Linked DNA regions of Sus scrofa: regions 1 and 3 are each linked to region 2. A link is a contact called in public Hi-C data. All regions are on one chromosome and are shown on one strand. Each heading gives the region's core, a stretch centred on a gene start, on an enhancer-like site or on the middle of the called end of the contact. The rest is flanking DNA. Distances are from core to core; before and after follow the strand shown. Region 1 overlaps SHROOM3 (protein Shroom3). Region 2 overlaps SHROOM3 (protein Shroom3). Region 3 holds the start of SHROOM3 (protein Shroom3).

Region 1 (2,700 bases), core at 165-2,664, 140 kb after region 2:
AAATTAGGGCTCATGAGTTAATTTAATTCAATTATAGAAAAATAAAATTACTTCTCAGCTCACTTGACATTTGTGTTAATGAAAATTTACTCTCTCAGAATTTTTTTTTTTTTTTTTTTTTTTTGGCCATGTCCATGGTGTGCAGTAGTTCCTGGGCCACGGATGGAACTTGTGCCACAGCAGCGACCGAGCTATAGCAGTGACAATGCCAGATGTTTAATTGCTAGACTACCAGGGAACTCCCTCTCTGTACATTTTCATGTAAATTCACTGTTACTATTTCAATTTTTTTTTTTTTTTTTTTAGGGCCACACACGAGGCATATGGAGGTTCCCAGGCTAGGGGTAGTCAGAGCTGCAGCTGCTGGTCTACACCACAGCCGCAGCAATGCCAGATCCAAGTCATGTCTGCGATCTACACCACAGCTCATGGCAATACCAGATCCTTAACCCACTGAGTGAGGCCTGGGAGGGAACTACATCCTTATGGATACTAGTCTGGTTTGTTCCTGCTGGGGCATGACGGGGAACTCCCACTGTTTCAATTTTATCTCACCTTTCAGAATTAGAGGTTTGATGCCCTCATAAAAGAGTTTTAATCCTCAGTGCAAGAATTAGAGGGACTGTTCTAGCGGGTGTATCAGTGGGCCTGGCGATTGTCGTCCAGCATCCACTGCACCCTTGAAGCAGCTGTGGTGACTGCATCTCCAAGTGAGCCCCGAGCCACCCACAGGGACCCCTAGCCTCAGCCAGTCCGCACATGACATTTCTCAGATCAGAGGCCTCAGTCACAGTTGGGGCAGGGGTATCAGCCAGTGCTGGGGACAGACCTCCTCTCTCTGGAGATGGACAAGGAGAAGTGGCAAAGGCCTTAAGTTTGAAATTAACACCATTGAAGGTAAAGAACAAAGAACAAACGCCTGGCCAGTTACTCAGTCCCACCAACGCTGAGACCCTCTGGGGTTTCCAGGGCCGAGGCAGTCAGTCCAGCTCTTGGATTGTTCAACCCAGTTTGAGGTGGGCTCTGTGTTCCGTGTGACCAAAACCCCCTGAAATGCCGTGGCTGCAACAGAGGACGTTCTGCGCTCCGAATTTTCAATGCACTGCCCTCCGACCTGCGACTTCATTCTCCCAGGGGCCTGGAGCCACAGGCCTCTCTCTCGCTTTCCCCTCCTCCCTCGGCTTTTCATCCTTCAAGACGAGAGGGAGGGCGGGGGGGAGAGGGAAGGGGGGAGAAGGGGGGAGAAGCGGGGGAGGGGGAGGCGGCATCAGCTTCCTGCTTTTGGTCCAGGCCGCTGGAACATTCCTTATGCGCTCTTACATAAAACGAAGAATGTGAGCGCTCATTGTTCAGGGGTGTTGGGTGACTCCAGACTCCGGGAGAACAATCCATTCCACACATTCCGCCAGCAGCTCGTGACCAGGTGATGCAAGCCGGGGGGACGCGATGCCCCGAGCTGGTTTGATCTGTCGTGGGGATCGGGGATCGGGGATCGGGGCTGGCGGCTCTGAGACTGTTACCTTTCACTCGCCCCGCTGCCCTCTCACATACCACTTCTAGACCCTTCCAGGCACCTCCCAGGCCGAGTTTACAACAAGCCACTGGACGGGACACTTATCAAAGGGCAAACATTGACTTTACAAGGTGGCAGTTAAAAATAACCTGCCAGAGGCTCAGAGTGCGTCAGGGAAGGCCATTGTCCCCTGGGGTGTGTGGTGTGCCCAAGACTTCCTCCCCAAGGCCTCCCTCCCACCTTCGTCTTTTGTACGTATTGATTGATTAAAGTATAGTTGATTGAGGACGTTGTGTTTTAGGTGGACCGCAAAGAGGTTCAGTTTTGTATACAGATTATATTCTTTCTGACTCTTTTCCATTATAGGTTATTACAGGATACTGAACACAGTTCCCTGTGCTGAGTAGGTCCTTGTTGTTTCTCTGTTTTATGTAGAGTGGTGTGTATCTTTTCATCCCAAACTCCTAATTTCTCTCTCCCCACCCTTTCCCCTTTGGTGACCATTAGTTTTCTGTCTCTGAATCTGCTTCTGCTTTGTACATAGGTTCGTGTGTGTCCTATTTTAGATTCCACATATAAGTGATATCATGCAGGATTTGTCTTTCCCTGTCTGGCTTCCTTCGCTTAGTAATGCACATTCTGTTTCCTTTCTGTGGCTGCAGATTGACAAGATTCAAAGAGGGCAGTGTCTTTAGGATGTCAGATTTTTTTTTAGTTTCTGCCCTTTCCCATTTACTCTTTGTCTTTGGGGCTAGCAGACAAATCCCAACCTGGCTGGTGCAGAGAGGAGCAGTACACAGGAACCTACTAGCATGCATGCATTCATTCATTCATCCATCCATTCATTTTTGCATCCAGAGGCATGTGGATCCTGGAAAAGAGGCATCATTCCCAAGGCTTGGTTTCAGCTCACAAAGCCAACAATGAAGTCAGGTCCAGGCTGCTTGCCATGCAGGCAGCACAAAGGTAGGACACAGTCAGGCCATGGCCAGCAAAGATCAGAGGAGGCAGCAGACTCTTTTCAAATGTGACATGGGGGGAGAGTTCCCTTCATGGGGCAGCAGAAATGAATCTGACTAGTATCCACAAAGATGCACGTTCGATCTTTGGCCTCGCTCAGTGGGTTGAGGATCCGGCATTGCCATGAGCTGTGGTGTATGTCACAGTCATGGGTTGGATCCCGTGTT
Region 2 (2,700 bases), core at 38-2,537:
CCTCATGGATACTAGTCGGGCTCTTAACGGCTGAGCCATAATGGGAACTCCCCTAATTATTTCTAAAAAAGTTTTACTTGGAAATGATGCAAGTGCCATTGAATCCATAGGTTTTGCTCTTTTTTTGTAAGTTTTGTGTATCTGACTTGTCAGTTTTGCAATCTGCTTGACTCTGATACTGAGAAGTGTTTGCTAGTTTGGCTTTGTGTGGAACTGAGACTTGACCTGTTTTCCAGCCACAGGTGCCCATGTTAGATACTCCTTGGATCCTACCCATCGAATCCACACATCGGGATGAGAGTCTGGAAGGGGTTCCCATAGCATCCTGCAGGAGCGCTTAATGCCTCTCTCACCACACTATCCTGTTCCTGGTTTGTCCCTCATCTGAACACGAGGTCTTTAGGGGCACGCACTGGTTTGTCTTATTTACCTGAATGCCCAACAAGTATCCGACACACAGTCAATGGAAATAAATATTTTTAATCTTGCAATTTCCTGTTCCATTCCCTGGGTAGATAGAAAGCCAACCCTGTTTTTTTTTCTTTTTCTACCTGGAGATACACACTCACGGCTCAGTTTCAGAGGATCCAACTATATAACCTTTCCTTTGCTTTGTTATCTTTAGAACGTCTCCCCAGGGTTCTTTCAGAAATGAAGCAAGAGTTTCTGAATAACCTGGTGAATTCCAACTAGGGCAGGGAACACAAGTCACCGAGGCCGGGGTTTAACACCTGTCATTTGGTGGGCAGCTCCCCCTCCTCACAGTCTGGTGGGTGCTAAGCAGACGTGACTATGCTTTTCTAATTTTCACAGCTGGGGTGGGATTGTGGGGATTTATTATGACATGTGTGGAAGAGCCTTGGTACTGCGAAACAGGTCTGGTTATCAGCTTCACTTCATCCATGGGGGGAAGGACCAGAGGTAATGGGAGCTGCCCGGGTGATGCACGCAGTAACCCATCTGGATCCCAAACCAATGGTTTCCCCACATGCCCCATGAATGTGCCAAACTCTGCAAAGACAGGACCAATTGCAGGACTGCCCCACACGGCCATGGAGGACCCAGGTGGCACCCATCTGAGCACACGTGTCCTTGGCAAGGGTCCTGAAACCAGCCCACTCTGCAGGGGACCAGGCATTGACCACAAGCTTGACTAACTTGGTGGGCCCAGAGACAGTCTGTTTTCTTGTCTGTCTCTATCAGGAAACCCAGTGGTCACAGAGCTGAGAAGCAGGTTTCCTCTCTAATTAGTGCAACAGACCAATGGATGTCACTGTTGCACCACAGAAGCAGAATCTCAACCCCAAGGGGACTTTGAACAGCAACGCACTCACTGCTAGATTGCTTTAACAGAGCAGAGTGCACCTTGAATCAATGGGAAACTATTTTAAGTGGGATGGTATGATACTGTGATTTATCTATATTTGGTCATTCAGATCTTCCATCCACAGCTCCAGGTTCACAGCTCCCAAACCCTTCGAATTTCCTATGAGATGTCTTTTGTTAGGTCAGTTAACTCTCAGTGAGGTGACTTGGGGAAAGCACCGATGGGTGGGGGCTGGTTGCCAGTGGAGCCAACCTTGTGATTAGAGGGTTGGAACTTTCAGTTTTGCCCGCAAACCCAGGGGAAGAGGTTGACTTCAATCACCAAGAGCCATGCAATTGTGCCTATGCAATAAAGCCTCCATAAAACCCCATAAGGACAGAGTTCAGAGGGCTTCCGGGCTGGTGAACACGGGAGACTAGGGAGGGTGGAGCGCCTGGGCGGGCATAGAAGCACCATGCCCTTTGCCCTGTGCCTCTTTTCCATTGGGTCGTTCCTGACTTCAAAATAAACTGGTGATCTAACAACTAAAATGTTGTCCTGAGTTCTGGGAGCACTCTAGCAAATGAACTGAGCCCAAGGAAGAGGCTTGGGTACCTCTGATTTACAGCCAGTTGGCCAGAAGTCCAGGTAACAAGCTGCACTCGTGATGGGCATCCTGAGCTGGGCGGTAGGGAGCAGGGTGGGGAGTGTCATCAGAACCCCCAGTTTGTAGTCTGCAGGTCAGAAGCACAGGTAACTACCTGGGCTGTGTCTAGTTCTGAAGTGTGTGTGTTCAGTCTTGTACGAGTGAACTCTTAACCTGTGGAATCCGATGCTATCTTTGGGTAGATAGTGTCAGAGTGGAGTTGAATTCTCAGACACCCTGCTGGGGATTGAGAGTGGCTGGTTGGTGTAGGGAAATCCCCCTCCCCAAACGCATTGAAATTGGGGTCAGAATGCCAAAAGATGGTAATTAATATTCATTCCATTTAAAATTTTTTTTTCTGGGTGTGCCCACGGCATGTGCAAGTTCCTGGGCCAGGGATCAAACCTGCGCCACAGCAGCAACCCAAGTCACAGCAGTGACAATCCCAGATCCTTAACCTACTGCGCTGCAAGAGAATTCCTCCATTTAAAATTTTTATTTATTTATTTATTTATTTATTTATTTATTTATTTGTCTTTTTGTCCTTTCGAGGGCCGCACCTACGGCATATGGAGATTCACAGGCTAGGGGTCTAATCGGAGCTGTTGCTGCCAGCCTACACCACAGCCATAGCAACACCAGATCTGGCTGCGTCTGTAACCTACACCACAAGCTCATGGCAACGTTGGATCCTTAACCCACTGAGCAAGGCCAGGGATCGAACCTGCAACCTCATGGTACCTAGTCA
Region 3 (2,700 bases), core at 60-2,559, 230 kb after region 2:
GAAAAGATCATGTGGTAGCTTGTTTGATACTATTTCATTCACAAAAAGAGATTAGCCATCAAACAAGCACATTTTCCTCTGGGATTTCACCAAATAAAGGCGCTAGACACATTTTTCTTTCACATGCCAAGCCAGGCAAAATATTTCCAGATACAATCAGAAAGGTCACGAAACAGCAAAGCAGGCACTCTTCAGGCACTCCTTGGCCTTATTTTTGTGTTTTTGACAGATCTGGCAAAAGGTGAACAAAAGCAATTTGAAGACAGTACTGGAAAAAGAAGCATACCTTAGAGATGATTAATGGTTCTCCGTGCTCCAGGCCACCTTTCAAAGTAAAACCCCAAGGAGCTCCTCCCTGCAGGAAAGCTTCCAGATAAATGTACCTGGCCCTGGGGGGCCTGTTCGGGTTCAGGGTGGCACTGGTTTCCTCGAAGTTCTCCTTGGTCATCATGCCAAACACATGAGCCGGAGAGTTAAATTTTAAACAGATTCAGGCAGGCGCTTCTTCTAGAGTACAATATGCCATCCTTTGGGACCCACACTGGCAAAAGAAAAGTTTTCAGAAACTGTTTCTTTCCGATGGAAAATGTTCTTCCGACCTTAACGCCAAGATGCTGAGCCAGAATTTCTCATTTCAACATTTCTGAATGTAACCTCTCCTCCTGGAATTCCTGGTTCTCACTGAAGCCCCCAACTGATGTTATGTTTCTCCATTCTGTTCAAAAAACTTCTTTCAGAGTTACTCTCAAGACCGCTTTTATTTCACACCTACACACACCCAAACTTTTCCTGTACATTTTACAGAGAAACTTAAAAATCACCTTACAAATAGTAAGAAAATTGCCAAAACTCAACTGAATACCTCAGTTTTGATTGATTATCAACCCTTTCTTCCTCCCCCGAGTGAAATTTACCATTACAATAGCCTCCCCTAGCCCCAGAAGTAGCTTTAAAAGAAAGAAAGCACTTACTATGCTTCTGCTGGCTTCAGAATTTTCTAACGTGTCCCAAAGAGACAGAGAAGCTGCGCTAACACTTCTGGCCCAGGTTTTCCAGCAATAAGTTCATAGTTTGTTTCTTGCAAAAAGGAAAAATAAGTTTTTGCAGAATGTAAGGGGAAGGAAAAAAAAAAAAAAGGAAATTAACCATCGGTGGGAAAAAAGATCCAGGAGGCAGCTCAGTTCTTCGGTATTTTCAGGGATGATCAGCCACCGCTGCTACCCAGGCAGCCACTTGCCTCCTCTGAGAAGAAAGAGTAAGGAAGTGAGAGGAAATGGATTAAGGCAAACAGAGGCACCGCAACCTTTCTGCACAGTAAGCAGTGCTCTGCGGAATTCAACTCACCACAAAGACCTGACCAATCAAAACAGCCTTACAGTTGATAAAAGGTAGACAGTTAAAAATACCATACAGATGGCTAATTAGCAAGGAGCAGAAAATAGTTGCCACACGAGCCCCACCTTGTTCCAATTAAAGCAGAATCCTTGGGGGCGAGCCGTAGGTATTGACATTTTTCTAAAATGCAGGGCAATGCTGCTGTGCAGCCAAGTTTGCGAAGTAGTGCCCTGAGCGGTTTTGGTAAACATTTAAGTAGGGGTCAAGGTGGTGGCACAAGGGCTTTATTTTGTTCATTAGAAAATGCCAATAGAATAAATGTCCAGCTTCTCATCTGGAAATCATCCGATCAAATTTCTGCTTGTTGGATTCAATACAAACAAGAGGCAGACTTTCTTCTATATTTTAATTGTTATCTATTTCAAACCTGTGTGTTATCCATTCTTCAAATGAAAAGAAATATTTAATGCCTGGCAAACAGTAGGCACGCCAGGCAGAATGTTGTTCTGATTTCAGGTTAGTAATGGAATTTTGTAATAATGTTACATAACATCTCACAGGAATACTCTCTGTTAAAAATTTAAACAGTGCTGAGAAAACTGTATCTTTTACCCGGAAGCCTTAGCTATCAAGTTATTGGAACAATTTAGAATTACTTCTTCTGTTTGTTTTTATTTTTTTATTTTTTTAGAATCACTTTCAAAGGATATTTTGCTGAAATGCTTTCTGTTTAAAAATACATGATAATGTGAATTATGCTGGAAACTGAGGTTTTGCTATCAATTTAATTTTGGTGTTTGTGCCTATAGTTAATGAAAAGTTAAATATTAGAGAAGAGATATACCATGCAAAGAAGTCATGACAATATTTAATGCACAACACCTGACAAGTGTTATTTGCTTTTCAGTAGTAACTCCATCCATAGGGCTCAGAGATTGAAAAAAAAAATTGTAAAAAGTCATTTTAATGTAATGATAGTACTTTAGTGGAAACAAATGTGTACAAAATAGAAGCATAAGGTAAATGTTGTCTGATTCTCAAGAAGTAATTTGTGCAATTTTTATTGGGGCTTCCTTTTGCAGCCTAGTTTATAAATTAAGAATAAAGGCAAAACCTTGGCTTTTCTTTCACTCTAGTATTTAAATAAAATCGTAAGTAGATGAAGAGGTTTTTTTTTGAAAAATTTTTTTTGTGGCACTTGTGATTTTGCTCCTAAATTCATTTTGTAAAAAATGAGATTTCACAGAATCAACATTTAATATTAAAAGCAAAAAGGATATATGGCTGGGCCACTTTGCTGTAGAGCAGAAATTGGTACAACACTGTAAATCAACTATACTTTAGTCAAAAAATAAATTTTAAAAA

What was found. Hi-C and Micro-C count contacts between places; a contact is called where the count stands out from the background.
Region 1: a contact with region 2 is called in a Hi-C map of liver, with 7 times the contacts expected there. The contact joins two enhancer-like sites. A contact is called at or near these places in 2 of 5 promoter capture datasets (fetal skeletal muscle and liver), 12 of 47 Hi-C or Micro-C datasets (alveolar macrophages, embryonic fibroblasts, epiblast stem cells and 7 more) and 1 of 2 datasets of contacts at active chromatin or transcription factors (skeletal muscle).
Region 3: a Hi-C map of liver shows a contact between it and region 2, with 2.1 times the contacts expected there. The contact joins the promoter of SHROOM3 here to the enhancer-like site in region 2. A contact is called at or near these places in 1 of 5 promoter capture datasets (liver) and 8 of 47 Hi-C or Micro-C datasets (embryonic fibroblasts, epiblast stem cells, fetal liver and 2 more).

What each region holds. Positions count from the first base shown.
Region 1 is chr8:72,182,110-72,184,809 of Sscrofa11.1, reverse strand. The region is part of intron 2 of SHROOM3 (protein Shroom3); the gene reads right to left. Among named protein-coding and RNA genes, the nearest start is that of SHROOM3, 86 kb to the right of the region's middle. Within about 2 kb of position 1,414, at least 36 of the 83 cell types and tissues checked have an H3K27ac peak or open chromatin away from gene starts, as enhancers often do. A contact at or near this core is called in liver, where this site is marked.
Region 2 is chr8:72,325,033-72,327,732 of Sscrofa11.1, reverse strand. All of the region lies in intron 3 of SHROOM3 (protein Shroom3), which reads right to left. Among named protein-coding and RNA genes, the nearest start is that of SOWAHB, 220 kb to the left of the region's middle. Within about 2 kb of position 1,287, at least 13 of the 83 cell types and tissues checked have an H3K27ac peak or open chromatin away from gene starts, as enhancers often do. A contact at or near this core is called in fetal liver and liver, where this site is marked.
Region 3 is chr8:72,096,170-72,098,869 of Sscrofa11.1, reverse strand. It overlaps SHROOM3 (protein Shroom3), which reads right to left and starts at 1,309. Exons shown (of 16, transcript XM_003482418.4): 1 at 972-1,309; 2 at 287-541. The coding sequence starts at 451.